Regions from separate parts of the Arabidopsis thaliana genome. Here region 2 is linked to region 1. A link is a contact called in public ChIA-PET data. All regions are on one chromosome and are shown on one strand. Each heading gives the region's core, a stretch centred on a gene start, on an enhancer-like site or on the middle of the called end of the contact. The rest is flanking DNA. Distances are from core to core; before and after follow the strand shown. Region 1 holds the start of AT3G08600 (transmembrane protein, putative (DUF1191)). Region 2 holds the start of S6K2 (serine/threonine protein kinase 2).

Evidence for each region. ChIA-PET counts read pairs in DNA pulled down with a chosen protein or histone mark.
Region 2: a contact with region 1 is called in an H3K4me3 ChIA-PET map of shoot, with 13 read pairs. The contact joins the promoter of S6K2 here to the promoter of AT3G08600 in region 1. A contact is called at or near these places in 2 of 26 Hi-C or Micro-C datasets (callus and rosette leaf) and 1 of 2 datasets of contacts at active chromatin or transcription factors (shoot).

The regions. Positions count from the first base shown.
Region 1 is chr3:2,609,624-2,614,774 of TAIR10.1, reverse strand. AT3G08600 (transmembrane protein, putative (DUF1191)) reads right to left here and starts at 2,600. Exons shown (of 1, transcript NM_111694.4): 1 at 757-2,600. The coding sequence starts at 2,129. The coding sequence ends at 1,179. It overlaps iPGAM2 (Phosphoglycerate mutase, 2,3-bisphosphoglycerate-independent), which reads left to right and starts at 3,220. Exons shown (of 9, transcript NM_111693.3): 1 at 3,220-3,445; 2 at 3,536-3,702; 3 at 3,798-4,076; 4 at 4,160-4,363; 5 at 4,455-4,879. The coding sequence starts at 3,538.
Region 2 is chr3:2,648,740-2,653,890 of TAIR10.1, reverse strand. S6K2 (serine/threonine protein kinase 2) reads left to right here and starts at 2,660. Exons shown (of 6, transcript NM_180212.2): 1 at 2,660-3,169; 2 at 3,278-4,107; 3 at 4,191-4,273; 4 at 4,361-4,655; 5 at 4,753-4,857; 6 at 4,958-5,151. The coding sequence starts at 3,484. PK1 (protein-serine kinase 1) reads left to right here. Exons shown (of 6, transcript NM_111707.4): 2 at 300-1,133; 3 at 1,219-1,301; 4 at 1,391-1,685; 5 at 1,770-1,874; 6 at 2,002-2,570. The coding sequence starts at 528. The coding sequence ends at 2,310.

The DNA of each region.
Region 1 (5,151 bases), core at 1,351-3,850:
AAAAGAAGCTTGTTTTCATTTTACCGTTGAGACCTGACTTTGATGTATTTCTTTAGCTTTCTAATAGAACAGATAACAGAAAAAGAAGAAAAGAGACGAATATTCTACAACTATAGTTTCCTTTTGACAAAAACTGGCAATTATTTGTGTGTCCTTGAAACACAATTAATACCGCATTTATACATTTTACTTCATCTCTTTTTCAACCTTAAGATTTTGGAATGATGAGACAAAAAATCTCCTGGTATCTGCAGAAGTCAGAGGAGATGCTGCAATGCTAACTTAGCCATTAACGTTGTTGTCATGGCATTTTACTTGATATGAGCAAGAGGCCACAAGATGGCCCAAGCCAGGATTAACCAAGTCATGTATTCACTTTAACTCAAACTTTATTCCAAATCTGTTCAGTGCAAAGATTTGTAGCTGTGCACATTGTTACATACCTGAAGTGGCAAACGGTGCTTTTCTAAAATGTAGAATGCAAAAAATCCATATGAACGAGATGACTTTTCATATAAGGTAAGCAAACAAGACAATCCTAGATGTAAACATAAACGTTGTAACATTGCCAAGTGCAAATCATCTTCTACATATCCTACCGGATTCTAACCTCTTTGGTTCCAAAATCTATTGGTTCATCGGTGATCTTCTAATATAAATGTGAGGGTCAACAAGTTGCATGAAGCAGATAGCTGCAAAAAATGTTAAAACTCAACAAATCTCAAGAACACACTAGTTCCTTTTGAAGAATGCTAAGCTCAATGTAACAAAGTTGAGTATGGATGATAGGATGATATACATCTTCTTCAACTGTCTGCTTCTCAGACAAAAAGATGTTGAAATTATTACAAAAAGGGCAAAGCTTTACAGCAAAAGTAGTTAGAAGAAAACAAAGTGAGTGCACTCCAGAAACAATCCAACTCTTTTCATTCTCATGGAGAGACCACCAAAGTTTGTTAATTTGAGAGCACAAGAAGAAAACAATATTACTTATTTCCTTATCACCAGCAGAGAAACAAGATGAATGTGGAAGTATCAACTTGCTTACCACAAAGAAAAAATAATCAGAAAAAGAAACACTTTACCAAAAGAAGAATAATTGTAGAAGAAAAAAAGAAAAAGACAGTAACAGATGATCAAGAAGATGTGATGATGATGATGATGTACACAAAAGTATCCTAAGCTGCGTATTCGGTTTCAAGCATTGGTTGTGTACGAGTCGTAGTAGCAGTTGGTGCTCTTGTTTCACCAACCTGAGTCATCCTCAGAGCTTCCCCTGTCTCTCCAGCTCTCTCCATCTCCCTCATTTTCTCTTGCTTCTTGTAATTTCGACATCTCAAAACCAGAAACAGTAAAAGCCCCAACAGTATCAATCCACCAACCACCGACCCAACAATGATCCAAGTCTTGGAATTGGAATCAGAGCTCTTCTTCTTCTTCTTACTCTCAATCCCAGGAGGAGCTAGACTCGGAGCAGAAGCCACAGATTTCACCACCACAGAGAAATGTCCCTGATGCTCAGTCTCGCATGTGTTTCCAGGCTGAATCGAATCGCTGAAACTCGCTTCACCTTTAGAATCGAATCTAACACACTTAGCACTAGACCCTTGCGGGATTCGTTCCAGATCAGAGAAATCGATTCTGATAGGATCATTAGACACCCTTAAATCAAGCTGAGGCAAATTAAGCGCAGAGAGATTCTTAGCATCGTAAGCGAGAAGACCCAAGACAGGAGCGACATAATCATAACCAGACAAAGGGTAATACAAGTGAGAGAAATTAGCTAGGTTTTGATAAACCAAAACAAGCCTTGTCACATACGGCTTGACGATAACGCCGCTGGGAATTGAGAACTCATTAAAAGGAGTGACTCCACGTTTTCTAAAGCTTCCGCTTCTGAGTCTCATAGCAGCGAGTTTGATCCCAGTCAAATTGGAAGGAACAGTAGTAGCCTCGTAGAGAATGCCGGTACGAGGACGAAGCAAGGCTCTAAAAGAGTAATCTTGAAGAAGAGCATCGAGTGAAGAAGAAGAAGAAGCATTGGGTGAAGAAGATTGAGCAGAGAGCTTTTGTAGACGAAGAGATAGAAACAGAAGCAGCAGCAGCTGGAGACAACGGAGAAACCCCATTGCTTTTTTTTGTTTCTTTCGCCTCTGGAGCAAAAAAAAATCCCCCCAGGGCGAGTCAAAGGTGGGAGACACAGGAATAAAAAGTCGCCGTCACGTCTGAGTAGAAAAAGGGTAAAAAGGGGAAATGGTGAAGAGAAGAACAAATCGAGGAATGAGGGTTAAGGAGCAATGGAGGAAGCTGAGGAGGAGGAGGAGGAGGAGGAGGAGAGAGAATGAATGGTCGCCGGTGGAAAAGAGAGAGAGAGAGAAAGGAGAGAAGGAGAGAGCCAAAAGGACAAAAAGGAGAAGAAGAGTGTTGTCGTCAGTCCCATTTGTTCACAAAAAAAAAAATGATACAGCCTGTTCATCTGATTTTTTCTCCCTTTACACATTAACAAAAATTTAATATTTTGTTTGTTTTTTTTACTTTCCTTTTCGACCAATCATATTGATACATTGCGGCATTCAATTTCGCCGTAACAGTTGTCCGTCTACCTCTTATTGTGTTATCTGTATCTCTCTCTGTATATTTCCCATATATGTATACTGTATGATTCTTTTCTACTTTTGTTTTTGTCTTTCCTTATCCTTGGCCCATTTATCTGACTATGAACCACGTCTCATCTAGTTTCAGGCTTTTTAAGCCCAATATATAGGAACTCAACTTTTTGTCTTTGGCCCATTAGAAATTGTTTTTTAGCCTTCTACCAACCTTTTGAAGGTTCCCAGTTAATATTATGATGATATTGAATAAATAAATGTGCACAACCCTGAATTTCTTACATGAGTTTTCGGTTTGGTTTTCGTGTAATTTCAGTTTGATTTAATGCAATCTCAAGGTTTAAATAATGATTTAGATAAAAAAAAGTTACTGTCAACAGAAATTAATGTAATCCCAGTTACTAAAACTTACCCATTTTTGATCAAATTCTGGTTCAAATACCGTATAAACTATTAAGTTAACTCCGGTTTGACCTTTTCTGTATGCTATTTTTTACGTTGACCAAAATAAAAAGGTATATACAATTTTTTTTACATGGCGCACACCATGACTATTACAAACGGCATGATCCAGAACATTCGTTCATAGCAGCTAAAACTAGAACATTCGTCTCCTTCCATTTTTTTGGGGGCTTCACAATGTTTACTTGAGCCCAAAGTAAAGCCCATTAAATTGGTACCACGTCATCGCTAACTTTTCCATTTCTATGTTTCTATAAAAGTCTCATATTATGTCAGTGATAGCTCTCAACCTACCATACTTCACCACATAACCACTTCTGTCTCTGCGAATCTCCATAAGACTCTTTGAGAAGCTTTCCTCTGTTTCTCCGCTGGTAAGCTTCCGTTATCTCTCTCTCTCTCGCTTCTCAGATCTGTTCCTTAAACCTTTAATTTCTCACCGACGAGTGGATCTGAATCCACAGTTATGGGTAGCTCCGGCGACGTTAACTGGAAACTTGCGGACCACCCCAAGCTTCCCAAAGGCAAAACTATCGGTTTGATTGTTCTCGATGGATGGGGTGAATCTGATCCCGATCAATACAATTGCATCCATAAAGCTCCAACTCCTGCCATGGATTCCCTTAAAGACGTATGTTTCCTTTTTTGTTTATATCCACTTCTTTCCTCGATGATTTCGCTGGATTCCGATTATGGACTTCAACGGTTCGATTTTATTCTTCACAGGGGAAGCCCGACACATGGAGGTTGATCAAAGCTCATGGTACCGCCGTTGGTCTCCCCAGCGAAGACGACATGGGAAACAGTGAAGTTGGCCACAATGCTCTTGGAGCTGGTCGAATTTACGCTCAAGGTGCTAAGCTTGTTGATCTCGCCCTTGCTTCAGGGAAAATCTATGAAGATGAAGGTTTCAAATACATCTCTCAATCTTTTGAGAAAGGCACTGTGCACCTTATTGGTCTTCTAAGCGATGGTGGAGTTCACTCTCGTTTGGATCAAGTCCAGGTACTTAATTCTCATCTGTTACACATTTCTTTTGAAACGTTGGCGTTTGTTAATTTTCTTTAATTTGGTTCTGTTTGGTGCAGTTGCTGCTTAAGGGTTTTGCAGAACGTGGTGCTAAGAGAATCCGCGTCCATATTCTTACTGATGGTCGTGATGTTTTGGATGGTTCTAGTGTCGGATTTGTTGAAACTCTTGAAGCTGACCTAGCTGCTTTACGTGCGAAAGGTGTTGATGCTCAGGTTGCATCTGGTGGAGGTCGAATGTATGTCACAATGGACCGTTATGAGGTAGGCAATGCTTGTGAGATCTTGTATGAATGTCATGCCTTGTCTAGTCTAGTTTAGAAATGAATCCAATTTTTGCTTTCCTTCCTTGCAGAATGATTGGAGTGTTGTTAAACGAGGTTGGGATGCACAAGTCCTTGGGGAAGCTCCCCACAAATTTAAAAGCGCTCTTGAAGCAGTTAAGACACTGAGGGCAGAACCTGGTGCCAATGACCAGTATTTGCCTTCGTTTGTTATTGTTGATGATAATGGAAAGGCTGTGGGTCCAATTGTTGATGGTGACGCAGTTGTTACATTCAATTTCCGTGCTGATCGAATGGTCATGCATGCAAAGGCCCTCGAATACAAAGATTTCGACAAGTTTGATCGCGTACGTGTCCCTGATATACGTTATGCAGGAATGCTCCAATATGATGGAGAGCTTAAGCTTCCTAGCCGCTATCTTGTTTCTCCACCATTGATTGACAGAACTTCTGGTGAATATCTGGCACACAATGGCGTTCGTACTTTTGCTTGCAGGTTAACTTTTAGAATCTCTCAAATCTTTAGTTATTGTCTTTGCCATTTTCTTCTATTGCTGCTTCCTGGTTTATTTATTTGCTGGAATTGGATTCATAATTGAAACTGTGATAAGAGTAATCCAGTCTTCTTTACTTGCTCGGTAGAGGTCTAATTTATGATTGGGGGTTGTTTGTTGATTAAAACTAGTGAAATCTCCTAGCTCACTTTTTCTTGATGAGATTATACCGTTGATGGTTAGTTACATATAATGAATGAATTCTCAGCTATTA
Region 2 (5,151 bases), core at 1,411-3,910, 39 kb before region 1:
TTTTCCTCGAGTGTCTCGTTCGGCTTCATGTCCTGTGGAATTTTTAATCTTTGTCCGATTCTGAATCCGGAAATTGTTAGGGATTTGGGTTTTATTCAAGATTTGTCATCGCTGTGAAAGTTTTCCCTTTTTTTATGTGGGTTCGAAGTTTTCTGAAAATCTCAATTAGTAAAAGGATCACTGGACTTGCTTATATTAATTCTACACCGTCTCTTCATAGATTTGGTCAATCCTGTATCTCAGATCTTATTTGTTCATGTGATAGCCTTTAAATGTGTGAACTTTTCATGTACTTGCAGAGCTTATAAAACCTTCATGGCATTTGCGCACTTCTGCAGCATCCACTGTTTCCTTAAAATCGGGAAACAACAAGAGCTTCTTCTCCTTGTTATTGGATTGCCTTTTGCCAGCCTTTGTTTTAGTCAGTTTTCTCCTCATTAACTTCTGTCGGTACAGAATCTCTCTCCAGGCTGGTGAACTCTTGCAGCTTTCTCAGTGATTCTGTATCGATTTTTCCCGTGTAAATTATGGTTTCCTCTCAGCGTCCTGTCCCCAACAAAATCCAGAAACAGCAATATCTATCCATCAGCCCTTCAAATTCTGTCTTGAAAGATGATGTTGAACTTGAGTTCTCTGATGTGTTTGGTCCACTCCCCGAAGAGGCCAATGATATTGCTTACGACGAGCCTGCTGTTGTCTACAGTCGATCCCACTCCTTGGTTGGCCCGTGTTCGCTCGATAGTCATTCTTTGAAGCTGACCAAGCTCACCTTACTAGAGACTGAGGACTCAATTGACTTGGTGGAGTGTCTCGAAGGTGAATCTTTAAAAGAAAATGATGATTTCTCTGGTAATGACGACAGTGACAATGAGAAAGCTTTAGAGGGAGATCTGGTGAAAGTCTCAGGTGTAGTAGGCATAGATGATTTTGAGGTTATGAAGGTTGTTGGGAAAGGTGCGTTTGGGAAAGTCTACCAGGTGAGGAAAAAGGAGACCTCTGAGATATACGCTATGAAAGTCATGAGGAAAGATCACATTATGGAGAAGAACCATGCTGAATACATGAAAGCTGAGCGCGATATTCTTACAAAAATTGATCACCCATTCATTGTTCAACTTAAATACTCTTTTCAGGTATATATAACACTTCTCTCTGTTAGCATCCTATTTATTTTACTTTACTATTTCTTAACTTAGAGCGTTATACATTCCCTTGCAGACCAAGTACAGGCTGTATCTTGTGCTCGACTTTATAAACGGAGGTCATCTTTTCTTCCAACTCTATCACCAAGGGCTTTTCAGGTTTGTTTAATTCCTTTTTGCGAACCATTTTTGAAGTTTCGCTAGAATTTTGTAAAGCTTAATTGGTTCTATATTTTACTCTTTCGCAGAGAGGACTTGGCTCGAGTGTACACTGCAGAAATCGTCTCTGCAGTTTCCCATCTCCATGAGAAAGGCATAATGCACAGAGATCTGAAACCCGAAAACATACTCATGGATACAGATGGCCACGTGATGCTAACAGATTTTGGTTTAGCAAAGGAATTTGAAGAAAACACAAGATCAAACTCCATGTGCGGAACTACGGAGTATATGGCACCTGAAATTGTTCGAGGAAAAGGACATGATAAAGCAGCTGACTGGTGGAGCGTAGGGATTCTTCTGTATGAGATGCTCACAGGAAAGGTAAAAGCCGCTATCTATTGTTAATTTGCTTGAAGCCTCATGTCTTGGTATATTGTTGTGTGATGTCTTGTTTTCCTTCTGCAGCCACCGTTTCTCGGGAGCAAAGGAAAGATACAGCAGAAAATTGTGAAGGACAAGATCAAGCTTCCGCAGTTTCTGTCTAATGAAGCTCATGCAATACTGAAAGGGGTAAGTAAATGTTGGTGCAGTTTGATTACAGAATCAACAGTAAACATGAAAATCTTTGTGCAGTTAAGAACTATGAAGCATTGTATTTAGAACAATTCTGACTCTTGACTTTGTAATGAATGTATAGCTGCTGCAAAAAGAGCCAGAAAGGCGACTTGGAAGTGGACTGAGCGGAGCAGAGGAGATAAAACAGCACAAATGGTTCAAGGGAATAAACTGGAAGAAGCTGGAGGCTAGAGAAGTGATGCCAAGTTTCAAGCCGGAAGTATCGGGAAGGCAATGCATAGCAAATTTTGACAAGTGTTGGACTGACATGTCTGTTTTGGATTCTCCGGCGAGCAGTCCCAGTTCGGATCCTAAGGCCAACCCTTTTACCAATTTCACTTACGTCAGGCCTCCTCCTTCATTCCTTCACCAGTCCACAACTACTTTGTAGATTTACTATATTTTTATGTAGTTCCTACTTCTTTGGTTGTTGTTTCCTTCTGACACATGAACATTAAAGAAAACTTTGGTTACCAAGACGCTTAATTTATAATTGATTTTATGAGATTGTTATTGATTGAGATTAAGTAGAGCAGCTAACACTTTGACCTTTTGACCCACGATGTAATATAAAAGAACGTTGAAAACGTGTAAATATAAAAGATGATAACGGTGATGCCTTTGGACCGAACTAGTGTCCGTCTGAACGTCTTGTAATGTAATGGGCTTAAAGAATTCCGGCCCACTAAAACAAAGAAGAAGTTCGGTTTCCCAATAGAACACGAACACGTGTCCTCACCCCATGATCCACGATGCTTCGGAAGACATAAAAAATGTAGCCACGCGCCTTCTTAAAACCTTTTCCTTTTTTGGTTTGGCACATTACCCTCTTTCCTGTTAAAGTTGTCTCGTCTCCTTCTCGTCTCCTTCCTCAAGCATATTCTCTGGTAATTCCTCTCTCTCTGTCTCTCTTTGACTTTTCTCTCGCAGAGTTTAGATTCTTTTTTTTTCTGGATATAAATTATTTACACGACACGAAACCTTCTAGGTCCAGGTCATAGTTTTACTCTATATCTGGATTTGTTTGAAAATTGCTTGTGTTATGCGCCAGCTTTTTCCCTAATATATAGACTAGGTCTTAATTACAGATATTAGAGTTCGTTTCCTCGAGGGTTTCTTTCGACCTCGTGTCCTGGTGAAATTTTGGAATTCTAAGGCTTTGGGGTTTTATTTGGGAGGGGATGATCATCTAAAGGATATTCGGTCGGTGTCGTGTTTTCTTAATCTCAATTCTGTTGACTTTAGCTTTGGTAATTGAAAAAGAATCTTTTCGCTTGCTTATTTTAATTCCATATCCGTCTCTTATTATATTTGGTCAATTATGTGATCTGATCTTTGTGAAATTTTATGAACTGCAGCGCTTAAAGTACTTTGATGGCATTGGGACACTTGTGCAGCATCCACTGTTTCCTTAAAATAGGGAAACAAGAAGAGCTTCTTGTCCTAGATATTGGTTTGCCTATTCCCAGTTTCTTCCTCATTAACTTTATTGGTAGCAGAGCCTCATCCATCTGGTGAACTTGTGAAGCTTCCTCTGTGATTCTTTTGGCGATTGGTTAGAAATATGGTTTCTTCTCAGTGTTCTGTTGCAAACAAAAACCAGACTGGGAAGCCGTTTCAGAAACATCTATCTTTATCCATCAGCCCTCCAAAATCTGTCTTGGGTGATAACCTTGAGCTTCAATTCTCTGATGTCTTTGGACCAATGCCTGAAGCTAACTCTGAAGAGGCCTGTGATGTTGCTTACGACGAGCCTGCTGTTGTCTACAGTCGATCCCACTCATTGGTTGGCCCGTCTTTGGTTGTTAGCCATTCTTTGAAGATGAACAAGCTCACTTTACGAGAAACTGAGGACTCAGTTGACTTGGTGGAGTGTGTTGAAGGTGAATCGATAAAAGAGAACGATGAATTCTCTGGTAATGATGACACTGACAGTGAGAAATCTCCAGAGGAGGTCTCAGGTGTAGTAGGCATTGAGGACTTTGAGGTATTGAAGGTTGTGGGACAAGGTGCATTTGGAAAAGTGTACCAGGTGAGGAAAAAAGACACGTCTGAGATATACGCGATGAAGGTCATGAGAAAAGATAAAATTGTTGAGAAGAATCATGCTGAATACATGAAAGCCGAGCGCGATATTCTAACCAAAATCGATCATCCTTTCATTGTGCAACTTAAATACTCTTTTCAGGTAAAAGCCAACTTCTCTCTGTTTGCATCCTATTGGTTTTTCTCAAGTACTTCCTAACTTAGTGTTTTACATTCTTCTTGCAGACCAAATACAGATTGTATCTTGTTCTTGACTTTATAAACGGAGGTCATCTTTTCTTCCAGCTCTATCACCAAGGGCTTTTCAGGTTTGGCTTTATTCCTTTTGAACTAGTTTTGGAGTTTCACCAGAATTCTGCGAGGCTTGACTAAATCATATGTTATGTTTTTCACAGGGAGGACTTGGCTCGTGTGTACACTGCAGAAATCGTCTCTGCAGTTTCCCATCTCCATGAGAAAGGCATAATGCATAGAGATCTTAAACCTGAAAACATACTCATGGACGTAGATGGCCATGTGATGTTAACTGATTTTGGTTTAGCAAAAGAATTTGAAGAAAACACAAGATCAAACTCCATGTGTGGGACTACGGAGTATATGGCCCCTGAGATTGTTCGTGGAAAAGGACATGATAAGGCTGCCGACTGGTGGAGTGTAGGAATCCTTCTGTATGAGATGCTCACTGGAAAGGTAAAATGTCTTCTTCTTTTTTTGGTTCCATAGTAGCCTAATGTCTAAGGTGATCATTGAAACTGTGTTGTGACACCATTTGTTTTACCTTCTGCAGCCGCCGTTTCTCGGGAGCAAAGGAAAGATACAGCAGAAAATCGTTAAGGACAAGATCAAGCTTCCACAGTTTCTGTCTAATGAAGCTCATGCCTTGCTGAAAGGGGTAAGTAAACAAACATGAGGAATTATTTTGAATCTTTGTGTACTATGAAGCATATTGGGTTTAGACCAGTGTGATTCTGACTTTGTAATGAATTTTATAGCTGCTGCAAAAAGAGCCAGAAAGGAGACTGGGAAGTGGACCGAGCGGAGCAGAGGAGATAAAAAAACACAAATGGTTCAAGGCGATAAACTGGAAGAAGCTGGAGGCTAGAGAAGTACAACCAAGTTTCAAGCCGGCGGTTTCGGGAAGACAATGCATAGCTAATTTTGACAAGTGTTGGACTGACATGTCTGT